3 separate regions of the Mus musculus genome follow, and regions 2 and 3 are each linked to region 1. The links are chromatin contacts, called in public promoter capture Hi-C maps. All regions are on one chromosome and are shown on one strand. The core of a region is the stretch at or near the end of the contact, and the rest is flanking DNA. Distances in the headings are between cores, read along the strand shown.

What was found. Promoter capture Hi-C pulls out the DNA fragments that hold promoters and counts their contacts.
Region 2: a contact with region 1 is called in a promoter capture Hi-C map of pre-B cells. The contact joins the promoter of Foxj2 here to the promoter of Edem1 in region 1. A contact is called at or near these places in 3 of 39 promoter capture datasets (cranial neural crest, pre-B cells and second pharyngeal arch cranial neural crest).
Region 3: a contact with region 1 is called in a promoter capture Hi-C map of pre-B cells, with 2.6 times the contacts expected there. The contact joins the promoter of Phc1 here to the promoter of Edem1 in region 1. A contact is called at or near these places in 2 of 39 promoter capture datasets (cranial neural crest and pre-B cells) and 1 of 9 other capture datasets (intestinal organoids).

What each region holds. Positions count from the first base shown.
Region 1 is chr6:108,826,626-108,831,154 of GRCm38.p6, reverse strand. It overlaps Edem1 (ER degradation enhancer, mannosidase alpha-like 1), which reads right to left and starts at 2,514. Exons shown (of 12, transcript NM_138677.2): 1 at 1,922-2,514. The coding sequence starts at 2,415. Gm35417 (a long non-coding RNA gene) reads left to right here and starts at 2,879. Exons shown (of 2, transcript XR_377956.4): 1 at 2,879-2,938.
Region 2 is chr6:122,818,313-122,822,841 of GRCm38.p6, reverse strand. Foxj2 (forkhead box J2) reads right to left here and starts at 2,658. Exons shown (of 11, transcript NM_021899.3): 1 at 1,872-2,658.
Region 3 is chr6:122,337,479-122,342,007 of GRCm38.p6, reverse strand. Phc1 (polyhomeotic 1) reads left to right here and starts at 2,351. Exons shown (of 16, transcript NM_001355215.1): 1 at 2,351-2,410; 2 at 3,528-3,536. The coding sequence starts at 3,533.

The DNA of each region.
Region 1 (4,529 bases), core at 1,265-3,764:
AAGAAAGAAAGAAAGAAAGAAAGAAAGAAAGAAAGAGAGAGAGAGAGAAATGTGCTGCCATATGGACAGGAACTGACAGAAAAGATCTACTAAAAATAACTAGTGGGATTTTTCAGTTTCCCCTCTCAGATTTAATGAAATTTGTTCTCACAAGATAAAGAAAGGGGAGAGAAGAGGAGGGGAAGGAAAAGGAGGGGAGAAGAGGGAAGGGTGAAGGCTGGAATTGAAGAAAACAACAACCATAGGTATGGAGTCTCTCCTGTGTCTCTTAGGAGTGAAACATCTCATTCCCTTCCTATAATCCCAAAAAGGACCGATGTTACTTCACATAACTATCCCCCCCCCCCCCCCCCGCCTCCCAAAGAAACTGGGAGAAAATAAGCCGGGCGTGGTGGCTCACGCCTTTAATCCCAGCACTCGGGAGGCAGAGGCAGGCGGATTTCTGAGTTTGAGGCCAGCCTGGTCTACAAAGTGAGTTCCAGGGCAGCCAGGGCTACACAAAGAAACCCTGTCTCGAAAAACAAAAAAAAAAAAAAGAAAAAAAAAGGAAAAAAAAAAAGACTGAAATTTAGCTCAGCTATAAAGAACTTCGTGTGTTCAATTCCCCCACACTGCTGAAATAAAGTAGGAAGGCTTTGGTTTTGTCGTTGTTGTTTTGTTTTTTGTTTTTCAACATATACAAAGGCTGACGTATACATATACATAGTGCATCAGTCTGCTACAACTATGAAAAGACCCAGGCCCTCTGTGTGAGATGCTCCCTCTTAAAGCTCATCGGGCTGCAAATTCAGACACAAATCTACAGATAACCAACCCACTTTTTATAGCTCTTCCTGCACTTTTAGAGTACTAGCTAGCTGTGTGGGGGAGTCACGGAGTGCGAGTAGAGGTCAGAGGACAACTGCAGGAGTCTCTTCGGTTCTTTCTCCTTCTTCCATGTGGGTCCTGGGGAATCAAACTCCCGTCTGAGCACAGTGCCAAGGGCCCTTACTGGCTGAGTCATCTCATCAGCCCTTAGCTTTCCTTTTTGAAACTAAGAATCCTTCCTGGCTTCCATAAGGTAAAGGGAAATGCACATGCCAGATGTCCAAGGGTGTCCATGTAGAATGCCAAGACAACAAACAACCTAATAACTCCACTCCCATCTAAGGAGAGGGAAACACGACAGTCACCAACCAGCCTGACTTGGTCTGTGGCAACGCACACCCTTCAGGGAGGAGGAACTTGGCTGGGTGTCCTGCTGTCTTGGACTTTGAAGTCCACTCGAGTAACCCCGGAACTCCACCTTCCCATACGTGGCTAGTGGGCTGCGAGGACTAGTTGACCTTCTGACAGCACCATCACCCCACTGGTGTTTACGATGGTACCAAGCAATGACGGTGTCAGTCAACTCTGCGCCTAAGAAATCATCCTTCAAGTATCCAGATCGCCAATCTGGGCCAGGCAACTACCATTCCTGCCAATAAGCTCCCCTCAGTCTAGGCTGCGGCCCCTGGAAAGGAGAAACACTTAACGCCTCATCCCAATCCGGGCGTCCAACTCACTAGATGGCCCCTTTCTAGGAACCCGCTCCTTAACCTTATTAAAGCTTTGGGTGTGGCATTCTGATCAGGAGTGGGGAGGCTTCGTTTTGAAGCGGAGTTTTCCAAAGGAAACCTATATAACCAGCACTTAGATATGTGTCTATCTGGAGCAAGGGATACTGTGATTGTCCCTTCCGGTCTCTGGGACTCAGTTTCCCCATTTGCAACAGAAAATGACAAGGACAGCTGTCCTGAAGTTTGGAGGGTCAGGGAGAATCAAGGGGATGGCAGTCCACTGGGGTAAGGAGAGGAGGAACCTCGGACTACTGCGGACCTTAAAGACCCTGGTGTGTTCTCAGGGACCCGGAGGGGCGGAAGGCAGCGCGCGGGCTACTCACGGGTCTCCGCGGTCAGGCCCCCGGCCGCGGCAGTAGATGGGGTTGAGCTCGTCCTGCGGAAAGGCGTGCGCCATGTAGTTGTCATAGCCGAAGACGAACATGCCCCGCGCCAGGTCGCGCATCTGGGCACGCAGCTGCGGCGGGAAGGCGCCGCTGTAGCGCCGCTCGTACTCGTCCGGGCCGCAGCCACCGCCGCCCAGGGCATAGCCCCAGTGCGCCGGGCCGCACACGCCCGGTCCCGGCGTCGGTCCCGGCTCTGGCGGGGTCTCAAGCCGCCCCTCCGTTCCGCGCCTTGGCCGATGAAGCCAGGCCGGGCCTCCGGGCGGACCAACTGGCCCCGAGCCGTCGGGGTCCCTCAAGCGCTGGAAGCCGAAGCTGAGCGGAAACCGCTGGTAGAAGCCCATGCTGGGCCCCAGCCCGAAGACCAACCAGAGCACCGCGTGGAGGCCGAGGCGCAGCAGCACCAGCCCCAGGACAAGCGCTCGCCATTGCATGGTCGCGCGTCCGCCGCGGGCATTATTTTGAAGCGCCGGGCGCGTCCCCAGCCGACCGCCTCCCCGCGCGTCCGCCGGGAGCCCGCTCACTTCCCCTTTAAGGAACTCCCTCGTGACGCACCAGGAACTGGTCCATTGTCCCCCGCCCCGCGGACGGGACCGGCCCGCCTGGCCCCGCGTTCGCCCGCCGGCCGCCGGGGATTGGCCTCCACCGGCCCGGCCTCGAGGGGCGCGGCCGGGGACTCCCTCCGGCTCTATAGGCCGCCCGGACTGCAAGGCCCCGCCCTGCCACTGGGCCACGCCCCCTGGGCGGTTCCGAGTCTGGTCTAGCTGGCGTGGCGAGCCTAGGTCGCTCTGGCTTTTGGGGAAAGAACTTCCAGCCAATAGGAGCGCGGCACGGGAGCTCCGGGAGCCGGACACAGACATGGCCTCTGACCCGCCCTAGCCCGGGTAAATGGTGTCCCTGAACAGAAGATGGATGGGAGAAAGCCCGTCCAGGTATGGAGTAGTAGGTGTGAGAAAGGTAAGGGCCAGGGCCTTTAGGCAAAGGAAGTACTTACGAATATCTAGGAAAGGTTTTTAACTTGGTGGGAGTGGGACTCCCTGGTCCAGACCGCACGAAATGTCCAGATTTTTTGTTTTGTTATTGGAACGCCTTAACTTGGAAAAAAAAAATTCATAATACTTCTAAAATACTCCAAGATCACATCCAATCCCAACAAGGCGGGAGGGGGAACTAACACCAGATCATTTTCATCAGAACCATTTAAACATCTTTTCCTGACAGTCCTATCATCTCATCGCAGTGCTAGGCAGAGGCGACCTTGGAAATGTAGGGCAGATTGGGGGTTTAATCCCATCCAAGTGCTAATTCCTATAATTAAGGTTACTGATTTCGTTTTTTAAGGGCTGTGGCTTTCAACACTTGGAGCGCCTGTAAAAGTTTTGCCTTTCCTAAGATTATACCCTGTGTCTATCAAACTTGCAAAACATAAAAATAAAAAAGTAAAAAAAAAAAAAAAAAATAGGGGAAGTAACGAAATCAGTAATGCCTGTCACCAACCTGAAGGCAATGACAGGGAGGACTTAGGTAAATCCTGGACCATTCTCCTTCCATTTTGGGGTCAGAATTGTCCCTGCAATGTGATAGGGTACAACAGAGCAGCCAGCAACAATTTAAGTTCTTTGGGTTGGGAGAGCTTATTTTGTGAGATACAAAGGCCTGAGCAGTATACAAAAAAAAAGGGGGGAGGGGGAAGAAGTTACTGGACTGGATAAACTTGTATAAGACCAACTGATTCCAGTCCTTGACACGGAACTACTAGTTTCTGCCTCCCTGAAGCTAACACAAACTGAAAATGGACATTAAAGCTATGCTTTGTTTCCTCCATAAGCTACTTCTGTGCAAATTTTAGCTGAAATGTAGCTTGCACTCTGGTCAGCTGTCAGCCACTGATGACAGCAACTGTTCTCACATTACAGAAAAGCCCTAATTTTAAAAGACGAGTCTAATAACCATAGAAAACCAGCTAGTTTATGAAAAATGCTTTTCATGGCACAACTGACAATAAGTGCCAATAGAACAGGTTTTCAGAACGCTAGCATGTATTCCTATTTTATCTTCATTAAAAAAAAAAAACTAAAGATGAAGTATCTGTGACTGTCCCTTTAGACTAGGATTTCTCAGATTGAATGTAGCTGATGAAATTGAGACAACTCTATCTAATCAGAATATTCAGCCTTAAATATAAAAACAAATTCTAAGACAGGATCTCACTATGTAGCCCCAGTTTGTCTCCAACCTGTAATCCTCCTGCCTCCGCTCCAAATGAGATATTATGGGAAGGTTTGTGATAGGTTTTTCCAAATACATATACATTCTCACAAGAGTACCTCAGGACTAGCATGAAAAAGTCACTTCCGTTTTAGGTACAGCTTTACCGTGCAGCTCCAAAGACACAGCTGAGAATCTAGTCAGAATCCTGCCTTGTAACTGTAACCTTGTTAAGTTAGTTCCTGCACTGTTTCCCCTGCTGCAAAATATTCCCCATTTTAAGACATGAACAATACTTACCACAAACTCTCTCATACACTTACAAAAACAAAACAAAAAC
Region 2 (4,529 bases), core at 1,409-3,908, about 14 Mb before region 1:
CACTCCAAAGCACAGTTAATGCAAGCAGCCCCTCACTGACTACTGAGAGGCATGAGAGTTACGGAACTTGTCCCAGCAGAGCCAGCTGAATGGAGCAGTCTGCCTGGAGCAGCGACACCACAGCCCACACTGTGCCCCTCAGAAGCTGCACTCTAGCATCTGATAAAGTGCTTTGTAAGGAACAGACCACTGCCACGGCTGGCACACCTCTTTCAAAAGTGGGAGAGGCGGTTCTAGACCTGGAAGTTAAGGACAGGACCGTCATCTTTTAAGACTGGAGGCACCCACGATGAAACTTTCCTACCAGTCCTGGAAGAAAACAGGTCCAACCTGGGAAAGGCCTGCCAAGCAGCTTGGGGTGACTTCAGGAGGGGGTCACGGGAATTCCCCCTGGTGGGTGAGGGGGAAAGCTAGGCTTTCTCCCAACTGGTTGTCTGCACGCTCATCTCTTCTTGGTTTTGGCAGAGAGTCTCCTGCTTCTCCAGGCCTGCCAGAAATGATTCTAAGGGATCAAAGCACAGTCTAAAAAAACCGCCAGGATAGTCTTCTCCATGTACATACTCAAAACCCAGACAGCAAGCCACAGTCATTCCCACTGGGGAACATGTACATCATTCTACAGGCCAGCCATTGAACCTGTGGACCACAGTCCTGTTTCGGCGCATCACCACGACAGGTATCTTCCAAGGATCTAGTGGACAGGCAAAGACTTGGATAACACAGGCAAGCCACCCATGGCCCGTATAGGGAGGCAGAGACTGAAAACCTAAGGGGAGGAAGCTCCACACAGAAGACGAGGCATGGTCCAACCACCAGACAGGAAGTGCAGGTCTCGAGCTAGTGACCTCGGGTGAAAAATCAGAGCTCTGCTACAAATGCCACTCTGGCTCAACCAGGAAGATTTCTTAGCACGTTTTCTCCTGCTCTTTCTAAAGATTTTTGATTTTGAAGAAAATTTTCAACACAAGGTTCCTGGGACCCAGAACTAAACGAAAAAGCAAGAAGAGAGATGATGAGACCAGTAGGTGTTTTCCTGGAGGAAACTCTAAAATAAACTCCTCAGAGGTCAGACCTCCCTGGTGGACAGCTCATGAAGATAGAGGGACGGGTGGAAGGAAGCTAGGAAGCACCTTCTTCTCTTCCTCCATTCAGCTGATTTTTCCAGCGAATGGCAGGACACATGAGGGGACTAAGGCAGATTTGGTATCTAGGAAGACTCCAGCCCACCAAGGTGCATTGCCCTGACAGTTCCTTCTCATTCCAGGACATGTGCATTCGCATTTCCCTTTGGATTTTACACAGAGAGGCAGATATCCAGCCTGAAGTAGGGTTGTCAAAAGGGGCCTCCCTCCTGGTATCCAAGACAGAGTGGGCGGGGACCTGTCGCCAGTCAGGCAAGCAGTCATTGTAATAGACTGGAAAGAAGACGTCTGTTGAATATTAAACTGACTTAGGCATGCCCTGGACGATACAATACAATCCATAAAATGCCCCCACGACTGCAGGTCATTTACTGCAGGTCCAGTCACCAGAGGACAAGACCCAAAGATGGACAGTGCTGTGGGATTCTGACTGTGCTGTGTCCTGAGTTACTAACACCATGGCGTCCTGAAAACGCACCTGTTGTCTGTTCTCAGTCCAAAGCATCAACTTCTCTAGGGGCTGCAAATGACCCAACCCTTTGGACTCCAAAATCTTAAAAGGCCATTTCTCAGAGTCTCTGAAGCAACATGTGGGTTCCAGTGCAAAAGTTCCATCGGAAGACATTTCCCAGGGGTCTTTCTTCTTCCCTTCGAATGAACCCTAAGCTCCACCATTTCCGCTCCCCACACCTCCTGGTGTCTAAAGACTACAGAACGGAAAGCACTAACCTGTCTCCAAGGCTCCCCCCGCCGCTGGAGGAAACCACCTGGTACAGAAGTTTGAGGTTGCAGGGATTCCCCTCTTCAGAGGCAGGTGACAGGTGGCATCCTCAGTGACTCTTCCAGTGCCTGGCGGAGCCTCCCAGGCTGGAGCAGGGAACTGAGTCCCCTGAGGAAGAGGAGTCGAAGGAGGAGGAGGGGGAGAGGGAGGACCTACCTGGGGAAGATGGCACACCCCCCACCCCCTGCCTGCTACCCTAGGGAGGAGGGGAGGAGCCTCTCCCAGCCAGGAGTTGTCTCCTCCCCTTTGGGGGAATCCCCCTCCCCCCCCAAACTGGATCTTTCAGGGGCTGAGGGCTCTTTCTGTCAGTTGGAGATCTGAGTGGAGGGGCTCTGCCCCGGTCCACTGTCTAGGTGCACGGAAGTTGAGGGGCGAGGTCTTCTACTCTCCAGCAAACTGGAACCAATTCCTGGCGGTTCCCTGGAGGGTCCTGGCTTGTGCGTATCAGGACGCCTCTCCGCGGTGAGTCCCGGGTGGGATGCGGGGTGCCTACTCCACAGGCATGGCTCCCTTTCTCTCTGCCTCAAAAGTCCCAAACTGTCTGGAGTGCGCTGAGGCGTGAGGGAGGTCTCACTCCGGGTCCTTCAGGTCTCACTACCCTTCCCGACTTCTGGGGGTCTCCGCTGGAGCCACCGTGGGAGGGACAGCCGCGTGCCCTGCGGCGATCTCTTCTGGCTGTCCGGGGAGTAGGGAGGGTCCTCCCTCCCAAGGGAGAGGGAGCAGGTCCCGGCACAGGGTGTCCCGAGGGTGGGGTCCTCGCACTCCGGCTCCCGCCCGCCTGGCCGGCCGGCCTGGACAGCAGGGTCCCGGAGGCCGCGGTCCGGGCTCCCGTCACCCGCTGCCGGGCGGCAGCGCCTCCCGGGTCACGTCCCCCGTCCGCCGCGCTTCCCGGAGCGTGGGGCTCCCCGCGCTGCCACCTCTGAGGCTCCGACCGGTCGGGGCAGCCAGGAGCCGGCAGGCGGACGGAGCGCGTCGGGGCTCGGCTCGGGCTCGGCTCAGCTCCGCTGCAGGCCCCGGCTCCTCCCCGGCCTCGGCGCCGCGCTCCGCGCCCCTCCCCCTCCCGCCGCCGCGGCCGCCGCCTCCCGGCGCGGGTTAAGGAGGAGCGCGGAGCCCCGCAGCCCACGGGTCGCCGACCCTCCGTCCCGGGCACTGGCGATGCCAGCGTCCACGCTAAGGGCCACACACACCTCTCATTGTGCTGTGGTCTACGCCTAAGACAAGTATTCCCAGTTTTCTCAGAAACGCATTTGATGGCTCCTCTCTTTCTCTTCCAGACAGCTTATAAAGGGTTATAGGGCCGGGCGTGAAGTTAAAGTTTACTCTTATCCTGGAGGTCAGTGAAAGATTGGATCGAGGATGTATAAAAAGATAAATGAGTCTGTTATAGAGAAATGAGCATCGGGAAATGGGGTCTTGTGTTAGTTTCGGCTCTGCAAACTTGTGCAAGGCCCTAGTTTCTGGAAGCATAGCCTGTGAAGAAGGGACTATGATACTCTGGCCTGCCTACTAATATGGATGTCGCAGTCACCAAAGGAAATGATTTACGAGTTGCTTTTTAAAATGGTCTAGTACACAAAGGGTTCAAAGCATGATTATTCATTTCCCTTATAAAATGTCATTTTTTTTTACCTTTGTGCTAAAGTCAAGTGACATTTCTATAGACTATGTTATCCTGAGTGCCACAGGGAGATAGAATGGGCTCTCAGCACATCCCTCTACTTCTTACAGAATAATCTCCATCCTGGGACAGGAAATAGAACCAGGTTAGCCCATCTCTTACCTCCCCAGTCATGCTATTCCAGTACAAACTCTTAGGTATATCACCCTCTGGCTTACTTTTCTCCAATTGTGTTCTATTATAAAATGATAAGACAAAAGAAATTGTTCACTTGATATTTGAATTGCTCAAAAAGATGACAGTTTGATGACTCCCTGTAGAAAGAGATGTCATTTGTCTTCTGGCTAAATATATGCCTACTGCCATTTACTTACATTCTTGTACATATAACCACATTACACATACAACGTCTGCATTAAGGCTTCACACTCTCCGTGTGTTATCACACTTGATTCTTACTGGCAATTCCATGCAGCAGTATCAGGCCTTTAGAGTGTAACTACAGCTTGAAGATATTGTTTGTGTCTGAGTTCATGTAATTCGCACCATTATGCAATTCGTAGTGTTACTTTGTGTCAGGTGTTGAACCCAAATGGCCTTAGAGCCAGGGTCTAAACCTCTAGTACATTGTTGGCTTAAACTGGGAAAACATGTCATTCTCAAATTGCCAGTCAGTGAGCCCCCTAACAAAGCCTCTTCCCTCCCCACACTTCCAGTATCCATGTGAAAAGATTCATTTCCTCCAGCCTAGTGGCACCCACTTGTGAGTATCTTGAGTTCAAGGGCAGCTAGAGGAGGATCTTGATTTCAAGGGCAGCTAAACTATATCATGAGACCCTATCTGTAAAAAGGATAAGATGGGGCCAGGCTTACAGCCCAACTGGTAGAGGGCTTGCCTGGCAAGCATGAGGCCCTGGCCTCTATCCCTAGCACCACAAAAGCACAACCCTATACAATGGCAAGTATTTATGGTCCCAACACTGGGGAG
Region 3 (4,529 bases), core at 1,102-3,601, about 14 Mb before region 1:
TACATATATATATATATATACATATATATATATATATATGTATATATATACACACACACATATATAACTAAGTTAAATTTATTTTGGTGGAAATTAGTTAGACCTATGACCCAGTAAGCTTTGGAGATCTTTACATGAAAATTGAACTCTAAAAAAAAAAGAAAAGAAAATTGAACTCTTGGCCCATGATCAACATAGCTTGTGCTGCAATGGGTTATTCCTAGGCTAATGTCAGATAGAAGCTGAAATTATTCGGCCACTTTTCAATCCCCTTTTGTCATCCAGTAGATGACGAAACCAATGGTACTGGATTGAAAGAAAGAAAGAAACCAAAAAACTTGAGGTGGAATGTAGCTCTATTAGCAGTTCTTCATTGTTAAGGGGTGGAGCACAATGGGAAAGGGCCTTGATAATCTATACACACCCTATAGGTTGGGGAAATAAGGACATAAGCACTGGCATCTGGATGCTTTCTTCTGGGTTTATATATTACAGATCATATCCAGATTCATTGATGTTGAGTTTTCCTATAGAAGCCCTGTTTCTTATCCTGGCAGGGTATATAAATCTGAAAGTCATCTTTAGGTTGTTCTTTGATATTGAATACTGTTGAGGCTCAAAACGCCATTTGTAAGTCTCCGCAAGGAAGCTTTAACCTTGACCTGCCAAAGTTCTAGGTTTGAATGAAGTGGGTCCTGCTCCACCTGTTTTTTAACCACCAGATCTCCTTGCCAGAATGTTCCCATTCATCCCCAGCCAACACCTATCATCCTTGGCTCGGCAGCAAACCCTTTCACCTCTCCACACCCATGTTCCTGCCTCTCCAGTCCTTTGGCTGCCCTTTGGGATTTGCATACCCGTTTAACAGGTTCCTAGAAGCCTCCTAAAGATCTTACTTTACGGAGATCTGGCTATACCAATTAAGAGAGGGAGTTGAAACAAACACAAATGCATCAATTTATAATGAGAATGCCTCTCCCCCCCCCCCCCCCCTTAAATACAAATTAATTACACCTGGGTTTTCAATCTAGAGTGGGCTCAAGAAAACAACTAATTATGGCTGAGGTTAGCAAAAGATACAAATCCCAGCTATTATCACAAGGTAACACCCTACGGCAGGTAAAAGGTTAAGGAGAGCAGCTGTCTTTGCTAACAATGCTCTGGTTTAAAAAAAAAAAAAGCTTCCAAGAGTGGCCAGCACACAGTAGGTGTTCTAAGAGCTCTGAGAGACTGAGAATAATTAAATCCTGTTAAATTTGTGTTGCAAATAAAACGGGCCTCCCCCACCATATGCTCAGCCTTCCCAAAGGCAGCACCATTGTTCATCTCTTTACACCCCGCCTTTTCCATTGTTTTGGGCGTTGTGATTCTTTCACGTGTGCGTGTGACTTAAAGAGATTCCGAAGCACACAATCAACCCTGACGTCACAGACTTAAGTATTATTCAAAGCAAGTTGCTTCAGGTTCCTGCTTTTTAATGAACTGCTGCTTCTAACGGGTTCAGTTTCTGTGCGGCGTTGTTTCCCGCCTTCTTGGAGTTGGGGCGAGGGATTAAACACTCAGCATTCTCTCGCCGTTCCCTCTATCTCAAAGTTTTTCTTTTCTCCTCTTCCCTTCCCTTTGCTCTATTTCCTTTCACAGGCCGTCGTTTCTCAAGGGTCTTTGCTCCGCTTCCTCCCTCTGTGCCTGCTGGTCCCTTTGATCCTTTCTTTCGAGCCCCTATTCCCAGAAGCTGCAGAAAATACCTTCTTTTTTTCCCCCCCTTTCACGTCACTTCCCTCCCCTCTCCCCATCTCCCTCTCTTCTCCGAGGTGAGTCCCCCTCTAGAGGCCAGCGCTTTCTTAGACGTCTGCTTTCAGACGGCGAGCGGAATTCGAAGAGAGAGAAGGGGGGAAGAAAGGAGGAGAAAGAGAGCCAGAGCCAGGGGGAGAAAAGAAAAAGAAAAACAAACAAAAAAAACCCCACTCGGGCCTAGAGCGCGGAGGCCGGGGAGCAGCGTCGCCATGGCAACGGGCGCCGACAGGAAGCGAGGGACGCGCGCGAGGGCGGGCGCGGGGAGGGGGCGGGCCGGAGGAGGGGTCGGCTGCCCCGGAAGCACCTCCCCGCAGCCCCCTCCCCGCCGGCCCGCGGCCCCCCGGCCTCGGCCCCCCACCCTCGCGGCGGGGCAGGAAGTGACAGGCCCGCGCGAGCCCCCGGCCTGGCGGAGCCGCGGCGCGGCCAGCACCCGGACGGCGGGAGGGGCGGGGAGCGGCGGCCGCGCCGGGCACCTCCCACCGCGCCTGGGCCCCCGCCCCTCCAGGAAGGGGAGGAGGCGGCGCGCCGCCGCCGAGGCCGAGCGACCCCCCCCCCCTCCCCCGCCCCTGAGGTGGACGCCCCCCGCGAGGACTCGGGTGCGGAGCCGGGCGCGAAGGTAACCGGGCGGCCGCGGGCCGGGGAGGGGCCGCATCCCGGGGTCTCGGCGGCGCGGGGATGTTTCCTCAGCCACCTCGGCGTGTGCAACGCCCAGGTACCTCCCCCAGCCGCGCTCCTGCCTCCCGCTCTGCTGCGCTTTGCGGTGCTTGGGTGCTGCGCGTCCCGGTCTTCGTGCTTTGCGCTCGCTGTGCTCGGTGCTGTCTGTCCGTCACCTCGTTGCCTCTGACCGCTTCTCATTCATTTCTCCCTTCCCCGACTTTGGTCCTTCCATCCGAGCATGCTGTCTGGTTATCTCCCTGCTTCTCGCGCTCCGCCGGGCTCCCCGATCTCCCAGTTCCTCGACTTCTGTGCCTCCCCTGCTTGGCTCCCTACTATTAGAATATACATTTCCCTGCTTACCAAGTCCGCTCGCTTCGGGCACAGCACTGTATCCACCCCTTTCTCCTGGTGTGTTTGATTTCTCTTTGGAAATGCATTTTTTTTTTTTTAATCACGCTTCTGTGAAGAACAAGAACCCCTGGGAGTCTTTCCGAGGCGCCCCTCAACCCTTGCTTCTCACTCCATTCTTACTGCAACAGAGTTTTATACTCAAGGGTATTGACTTCTTCCAACACCTGACCCAATAGGCCCAGTAGTATGTCTACCTCAATATTAATTTCTAGTTCCTTCCCATCGGTGTGCGTCTTCCCCAGTTGAGTCCTTAAACACACCCACACCCAAAAGGTGGGAACGTTTAGGGTGGCCTTTGACTCTTAGTTTTAATTTTTGATTGAGTTTGCCACCTAAACGGTGTGCTCTCTTCACTTTCTATACTGAATCTGGAACTCACAACATTCATTGAAAAATGAGGATTTTAAGATAGATTTGTGTGCCTGCGAGGTTTTTGATGGCAGTTTCCCTGGTGAAAAGACTTTAAAATTGGCCCTCTCTGTTTCATTATCTGGGGGAAATGAGGGGGTCATCGAATTGATGAACGTGTTTTATATAAGGCTCTATTGCAAGTAACAGGGTCTTACGTCTCTGAGTGCAGTGAGATAACTCCAGTAATCTGTACAACTGTGCCATGCTGCCTCTAATCCTTACCCACTTTTTTTCCTTCACATGCTGATATTGAGGATTCATGGGTCTGTATCTGTTTAGTGCTTTGATATTTTGGCAAAAGATGTGGGGAGAAAGGTAGACTGAAGTTGATAGAATACCCTCTCTGTACCTCTTTCATTTTATCCGTGTGTGGAGTGGCATTTGTTCGGTCCCAGAGTTAAGTGATGTAGAGATGCTGGGAAGAGAATCCAGAGAAAACTCCACTTCAGGGGCCAAGGTTGAGACTTTTGACTTTTGTTTACTTGTTTGGGATTAATTCCTGAGATAAATCCATTCATCTAATGAAACTAGAGATAGCCCCTAGCAGAAATTATGGTCGGACTTTTATATTCCCAAGCCAAATAGTACTTGGGAGACCTGATAGTTCTAGTACCTCAGTGTATCAAAAATAAAGAATACACAGTGTAAGTTTAACGAAAGAATGAAAACTAAGGAGTAAAATGATGTCATTTTCAGCCGCTTTAGAAGAGTGTTTCTGCTTGCTTCTCTTGTTTCTTTTCCTTTTTTTGATATGTATTTTTCTTTTAATTTATTTTTTGCTGGTTTTAATGTAGCTGCCAGAGGGTAAATTCTTACACTTTAGTAAAGTTGAATTTTACTCGTCTCAGTTAGAATGCTACTTACTTGGGAGTATGTAACCTGTTCACTTTGTTGCCTTATTTGCTAATAGGGACACTGGAGTTATATAAGGAGAAGTAACAGCCCCGAGGCTTTAATTAGGAGCTTGGCGAGCAGCCAGTCAGCTACTTTGGATATTTGGGCAGTAGTCTAGCTCTGTGTCCCCAACATTTATCCACTTCCATGACCTGTCCACTCTGTCTACCTCGTCAGTGTCTCAGGACTCTCCTCCGTGAAATGAGGATAGGAAATGCTCACACCGAGTGACAGACACTGCTTTGATGACAGATTGTTGTTGTTTGCTTTTTTTGTTCTGGGAAGAGACAAAGTAGTGTAAAGACTCGATACACAGAAGATCCTTGTTCCCTCTATTATAAAATGGGGGCTGTGATATTTAC